Regions from separate parts of the Mus musculus genome. Here region 1 is linked to region 2. The links are chromatin contacts, called in public HiChIP or PLAC-seq maps. All regions are on one chromosome and are shown on one strand. Each heading gives the region's core, a stretch centred on a gene start, on an enhancer-like site or on the middle of the called end of the contact. The rest is flanking DNA. Distances are from core to core; before and after follow the strand shown.

The links. HiChIP or PLAC-seq counts read pairs in DNA pulled down with a chosen protein or histone mark.
Region 1: a contact with region 2 is called in an H3K4me3 HiChIP or PLAC-seq map of bone marrow-derived macrophages, with 5 times the contacts expected there. The contact joins the promoter of Bicral here to the promoter of Dnph1 in region 2. A contact is called at or near these places in 1 of 115 datasets of contacts at active chromatin or transcription factors (bone marrow-derived macrophages) and 1 of 9 other capture datasets (adipose tissue).

The regions. Positions count from the first base shown.
Region 1 is chr17:46,829,829-46,832,705 of GRCm38.p6, forward strand. Bicral (BRD4 interacting chromatin remodeling complex associated protein like) reads right to left here and starts at 1,585. Exons shown (of 11, transcript NM_001100452.1): 1 at 1,123-1,585; 2 at 237-285; 3 at 84-152. The coding sequence starts at 1,163.
Region 2 is chr17:46,495,468-46,498,276 of GRCm38.p6, forward strand. It overlaps Dnph1 (2'-deoxynucleoside 5'-phosphate N-hydrolase 1), which reads left to right and starts at 1,322. Exons shown (of 4, transcript NM_207161.3): 1 at 1,322-1,505. The coding sequence starts at 1,343.

The DNA.
Region 1 (2,877 bases), core at 335-2,834, 330 kb after region 2:
TGCACTCTACAGAGGCAATCGAAGCCTCTCTTGTAAGGTTTCCTTGAGACAGAAAGGCTTCAGGTCTGGTTTTCAGCACTCACCGTGGAGTTGGCGAAAATTGAATTAGAATTGGCTGCAGAATACCCTGCGTTCGTCACATCATCGCTGCCCTGCAGAGGGGGAATTCAACATGGCAGTTACTGCAGGGCTTGGAGAGACAAAAGCCGAGCCTGAGACACTTGTCTGTCACTTACCGATTTACTGCTAGGTCCGTGCAGAAAATAGTTCAATGCTTGTGGGTCTCTAGAAAAGAAGGAAGTGAGAGAGTGAAACAAGTAAGTACTGCTACTTCTACGTAAATAGCTGCTGATAGTTATATAAGGCAAAAAGAAACGAAACACTAGCTCCAGTGAAATCTCTCCATTTTAAACCATTTTCTACACTTCTGTCTCTGGGAAGCGCCTACTGCTTCAGTCCTGGGGGGTGAACTTGGACCTTGCCCTTGCTTGGTGAGCTAAAAATAAAACTAAGCAACACCCTGGCCTGCCATCCCCAGACTTACTAAAAAAAATAACAAGTAAAACCAAAAGGAATGGGTTGCTGAGTTATGACCTGTGTGTAAAACTACCTTTCTGTGGCAGTTAAGAGCACTGACTGCTCTTCCTGATGTCCTGAGTTCAAATCCCAGCAACCACATGGTGGCTCACAACCATCTGTATGTGATCTGATGCCCTCTTCTGAAGACAATGACAGTGTACTTTATACATAAAATAAATAAAATCTTATTTATTTGTTTATTTATTTATTTTTGTTTTCTGAGACAGGGTTTCTCTGTGTAGCCCTGGCTGTCCTGGAACTCACTCTGTAGACCAGGCTGGCCTCAAACTCAGAAATCTGCCTGCCTCTGCCTCTGCCTCCCAAGTGCTGGGATTAAAGGTGTGTGCCACCACTGCCTGGTATAACAAAATCTTAGTACAAACAAACAAACACACAAACTCTCTGTGCTAGTTATTGCTGTAACCATGGTAAAGTATTATTTTTTATTTTAAAAGGCCAGGAGCTTAAGATAGCTACAGAGCTCTTTCTACTCCTCACACCTCACACGAGCGGTCCACCCTGGGCCCCACAGGAGCATCTTACCCAATAAGATCGAGGAGACAGGAGTCATCGTCATCATCCATGACAACTGCAAGGAGAGAGGGAGGGAGGCAGTGAGTCGGAGCAGGGCGGCCAGCAATATGGATGCAGTGGAGCACGCTGAGCCTCCACACAACTGTCAGCACGGGAGCTTTCCCTAGTCACCTATCAAGCCTACCATGGGAAAAATGTTGTGGCTGGTGGGCACAGTGTCATTTGCCAGTAGTCCTGGCCACTCAGGTAGGACTCAGTAAGGAAGGGAACTTGAGTCCAAGAGTTCAAGGTCAGCCTGGACAATAGCAAGACCGCAGCTCATAAGTAAATAAACAAATAGCCAAGCAAGCCAGACACACTGGCAAACACCTTGATCCCAGGAGTTGGAAGGCAGAGACAGGAGGATCAGGAGGTGAAGGCTACCCTTGCCTACATGACAAGGTTGAGGCCAGCCTGGGCTACATGAGACCCCATGTCAAAAACAAAAAACAAAAACAAAAACAAAAACAAAAACAAAAGGTGCCAGGCGTAGTGGCGCACGCCTTTAATCCCAGCACTCGGGAGGCAGAGGCAGAGGCAGGCGGATTTCTGAGTTTGAGGCCAGCCTGGTCTACAAAGTGAGTTCCAGGACAGCCAGGGCTACACAGAGAAACCCTGTCTCGAAAAACAACAACAACAACAAAAAGGTAGAAATATGTGAAATTAACAGTTACTTGAATACATTTTTGACTTAAATTGTTTCTCCTATAAATCAGTTTCAACATAGAGGTCCAAAGAGTTTAGACACATCTAAGATAGCTGCAGCCACCGGCCACATGCAGATTCCCGAGAGAGACCATGAAGGAGGACTTATGCCATCAAACGTAGAATGAGTAAGGGCAGAGACAAAATTTTGCTTTAGGAAAGCTCTCAGATTCTGAAGTCCTTCAGGGTTGTGACCGGATGCGTCTAAACACTGAGAGCAACTCCGACTTCTCAACGTATTTTGGTGATCTTTGGGAAGGCAGAATGCGGGTTCTCCCCACATTTGGAGACAGACCAGGAGGCCCTGTGGTGCAAGCCATACAGGCTCTGGTCGTGGGCCTTGGGTGCTTCCCAGTGCAGAAATACTGTCCAAGTTCAATGCCGAATAGTCCATAGCTGGACCAGGAATGTTTAAAGTAGAAACTGCAGCCCAAGTTCTCCCCACTGCAGCTCGGAGCTCCCTCTCTCTGCCTGCAGCAGCCACAAGCATGGCCAGCACAGCTCTGGCCCAGACTGTAACAACTGAACAAATTCCAGCCGTGGTTCTCCCCCGAGAGCCAGTCAACTTACACTAGTGACCCGACACCTGGCAACCCTGCTTCTCACCCATTTCAAGCCATGCGTGGAATAATTTACATCACAGAACACCAGGGCCAAGAGTTCTGGAGCAGTTGGAAAGGGCAGTTGTGAACGGCAGTTGGACGCAGGAATGAAATCCTGAAGAGATGCCCAGAGGAGGGGCATACCCAGAAAAGGCAGAGGGAAGGGTGAGTCTTAAGGAGAGATTTTTCTCTGTTCAAACTTCCTTCTCCCATTAGTTCCTCCAAACCAATCATAAGGCCTAACAGCTGTGGTATTCCCTCCTGCCACGGGGAAGGACACTTTCTCTACTCTAGAAGAATGTGGAAGGGTAAGTTTCCTGATGTGGGACCCTCCTGTAGGTGGCTGGATTCGAAGGGTTGCGGAGTGACTGGGCTGATTATAATCCACTGAGCAGAGTGCAGGGTGGGGAGAGAGGAT
Region 2 (2,809 bases), core at 72-2,571:
GATTAATAGGGTCTCTCGGAGACTGTAGAGTGTTTGAATGTAAATGGGCCATCTCCATGGAAGAGTGGGTTGAAAGACAGAGGGACTGCCATGAAAACATTGTTTCTGGACATGACAGTGGGGTTACACACATAACTCATAGAAGCTATGACTGCCCGTGCACGATCAGGCTGGTCCAAACCCTACCCTGTGTGGAGAAGGGCCCCATGCCAATAGCTGAAGCGTTGCTGACAGCTAACAGCTGGTGAGGCAGGCACGACCCTGAGAGGCTGCCTGTACTTGTTCCAGTAGATGGTTCCACACCGGTGCACACATAGGTAGCACTAATGGGCTCAGTGGGTAGGGAGGGAAGCTGTAGAGATGGTTCAGTGGTTAACAGCACTGGCCACTCTCCAGAGGACCCAGGTTGGATTGTCAGCACCTGCATGGTGGCTCACTGTGTCTGTAACTCCAGTTTCAGGTTAGCTCATTGTGCTCTTTTGGCTTCTTGGGGCATCAGGCATGCACATGATGTAGAGATATAAACTCAGGCAAACCACCTGTCTTAGTTAGGCTTTTACTGCTGTGCACAGACACCATGACCAAGGCAAGTCTTATAAAAAACAACATTTAATTGGGTCTGGCTTACAGGTTCAGAGGTTCAGTCCATTATCATCAAGGTGAGAGCATGGCAGTATCCAGGCAGGCATGGCACAGGCATTGCTGAGAGTTCTACATCTTCATCCAAAGGCTGCTAGTGGAAGACTGAGTTCCAGGCAACTAGGGTGAGGATCTTATGCCCACACCCACAGTGACACACCTATTCCAACCAGGTCACACCTATTTGAACAAGGCCACACCTCCAAATGGTGCCACTCCCTGGCCCAAGGATAAACAAACCATCACAACACCTATACACATAAAATAATAAAATAATCAAAGATAATAATTATTTTAAATAATAAATAAAAATGAAGTTGGTGTAGGGGATAGAAGATGGATTGGAGGGGAGAGAGAGACTGGGTTAGATTTGATTAAAACACTACATACATGTATGAATAATAAAATATTTTTAAAATAAGTTAACAATCTTTTTTAAATTTTGGAAAGATTAATGAGAGCCAATCACAGTTGCCTATGGATCCCGTACAGAGTTTGAGAGCACTGAGATCCGTACAGAACTACTTGAATAGCTAGGAGCTGGGGAGGGGCAGGTCACGGGGAGGAGTCAGAACTAATGAGCGGGTTGGCTCGGGAAGAGCCTATCCGGGAAGAGAGCGAGCTTGAAGAAGGTCCCCTTACCTCTGGGAGTCGCTTTCCCAGGTCACGTGGTAGCGGCGGCAGCGGTTGCCCGCGCGCGGCGATGGCGGCATCCGGGGAGCTGGTTCCATGCTCTGTGTACTTCTGCGGGAGCATCCGCGGCGGGCGGGAAGACCAAGCTCTGTATTCGCGGATCGTATCCCGGCTGCGGCGCTATGGGAAGGTGCTCACTGAGCACGTGGCTGATGCTGAGTTGGAGCCGCGTGGTGAGGCGACGCGGGCTGGAGACTCGCAGGCTGGGGACCTGTAGGCTAAGGGGACCGGCTGACTAGGGACTTGCCGGATAGGAGACCCACTGGCTAGTAGACATTCAACCTGGGGAACCCGCAGCTCATGTGACCCGCAGGCTAGACCGGAGGCTAGGGGATCTGCAGACTAGGACCTCGTAATGGTTAGGGGACCGGCTGGCTATGGAAGGTCCTGGATTATATGTGTACGTTCCATGCGCAGGTCAAGTGTCCCTGTCCAGCACACTGGAAGCAAGTGACAGCCCAGACCCAGCTTTGGGCTAGCAAGGCTTTGATAAGCTGGTCTGGATAAGCACTCCTCCAGTAGGAAAGTTGTACCTAGAACTCTTGTATTTCTGCTCCAAAAACTTTTAAGTAGATCTCCCTTGCCCCATGCAAGAACAAACTCCTAAGCTGTGGACTCTAAAGCAATTCTGGGAGAATCTTTTAAAAGACAAAGAATCAATCGTAGGCAAAAAATGCCAGGGGATTGGAAAGAACCTGTTTGTGCTTATGCTTGGCTAGCGCATGGTGTGTTTTGTTGATAGTTCTCCACCTTCAGCGCCAATGTCAGCACTCTGGAGGCAGAGGGTAGGATGAGTTCCAGGCCAACCTGGGCTACAGAGTTAACCCCTGTCTCAAAGAAATGAGACAAAACAGTCTACAGAGTGTGATAGCCTGGAGAAAACCTTTGAATCTGGGTTTTCTCCCCTAGTCACTTTTCTTGCTTTTTCTTTTTCTTTTCTTTATTTTGGAAACAGGCTGTCATAAACGCACAGTGACGTCAGACTTGTAGCCAAGGATGGCCTTAGAACTCGCCATCCTCCTGCCTTCACCGCCCAAGTGCTAGAACTACAGGCACCTGCTGCTACACACAACTTGTTAGTTTGTTTTTTGAGACAGGGTCTCTCTACATATCCCTGGCCATCATGGTACTTACAGTGTAGACCAGGCTGTGTTGGAACTCACAGATTTCCCCAGCCTCTGCTCCCGGGGCTGGGATTAGTGCTATGAGCCATGATCCTCAGGCTCACAAAAGAAGTTTTAGACAGTGTGGTTCTGCTCTGCCACCTGCAGAGCCTTACCGTCCTAAACAGCAGAGTTGATTCAAACTGGAAACTGTGATCCTGGCTCTCTGACCCCAGACACGCCCCTTGGATTCCGGGTGAGTCAGACCTTTTCCCCACACGCACCCAGCCCCACCCACACGTGCCTCCGTGAACAGGATTGCATTTTTCTTGTGGCTGTTTTGTTCTTCATCCCTTTAACAGACTCCTCTCCTG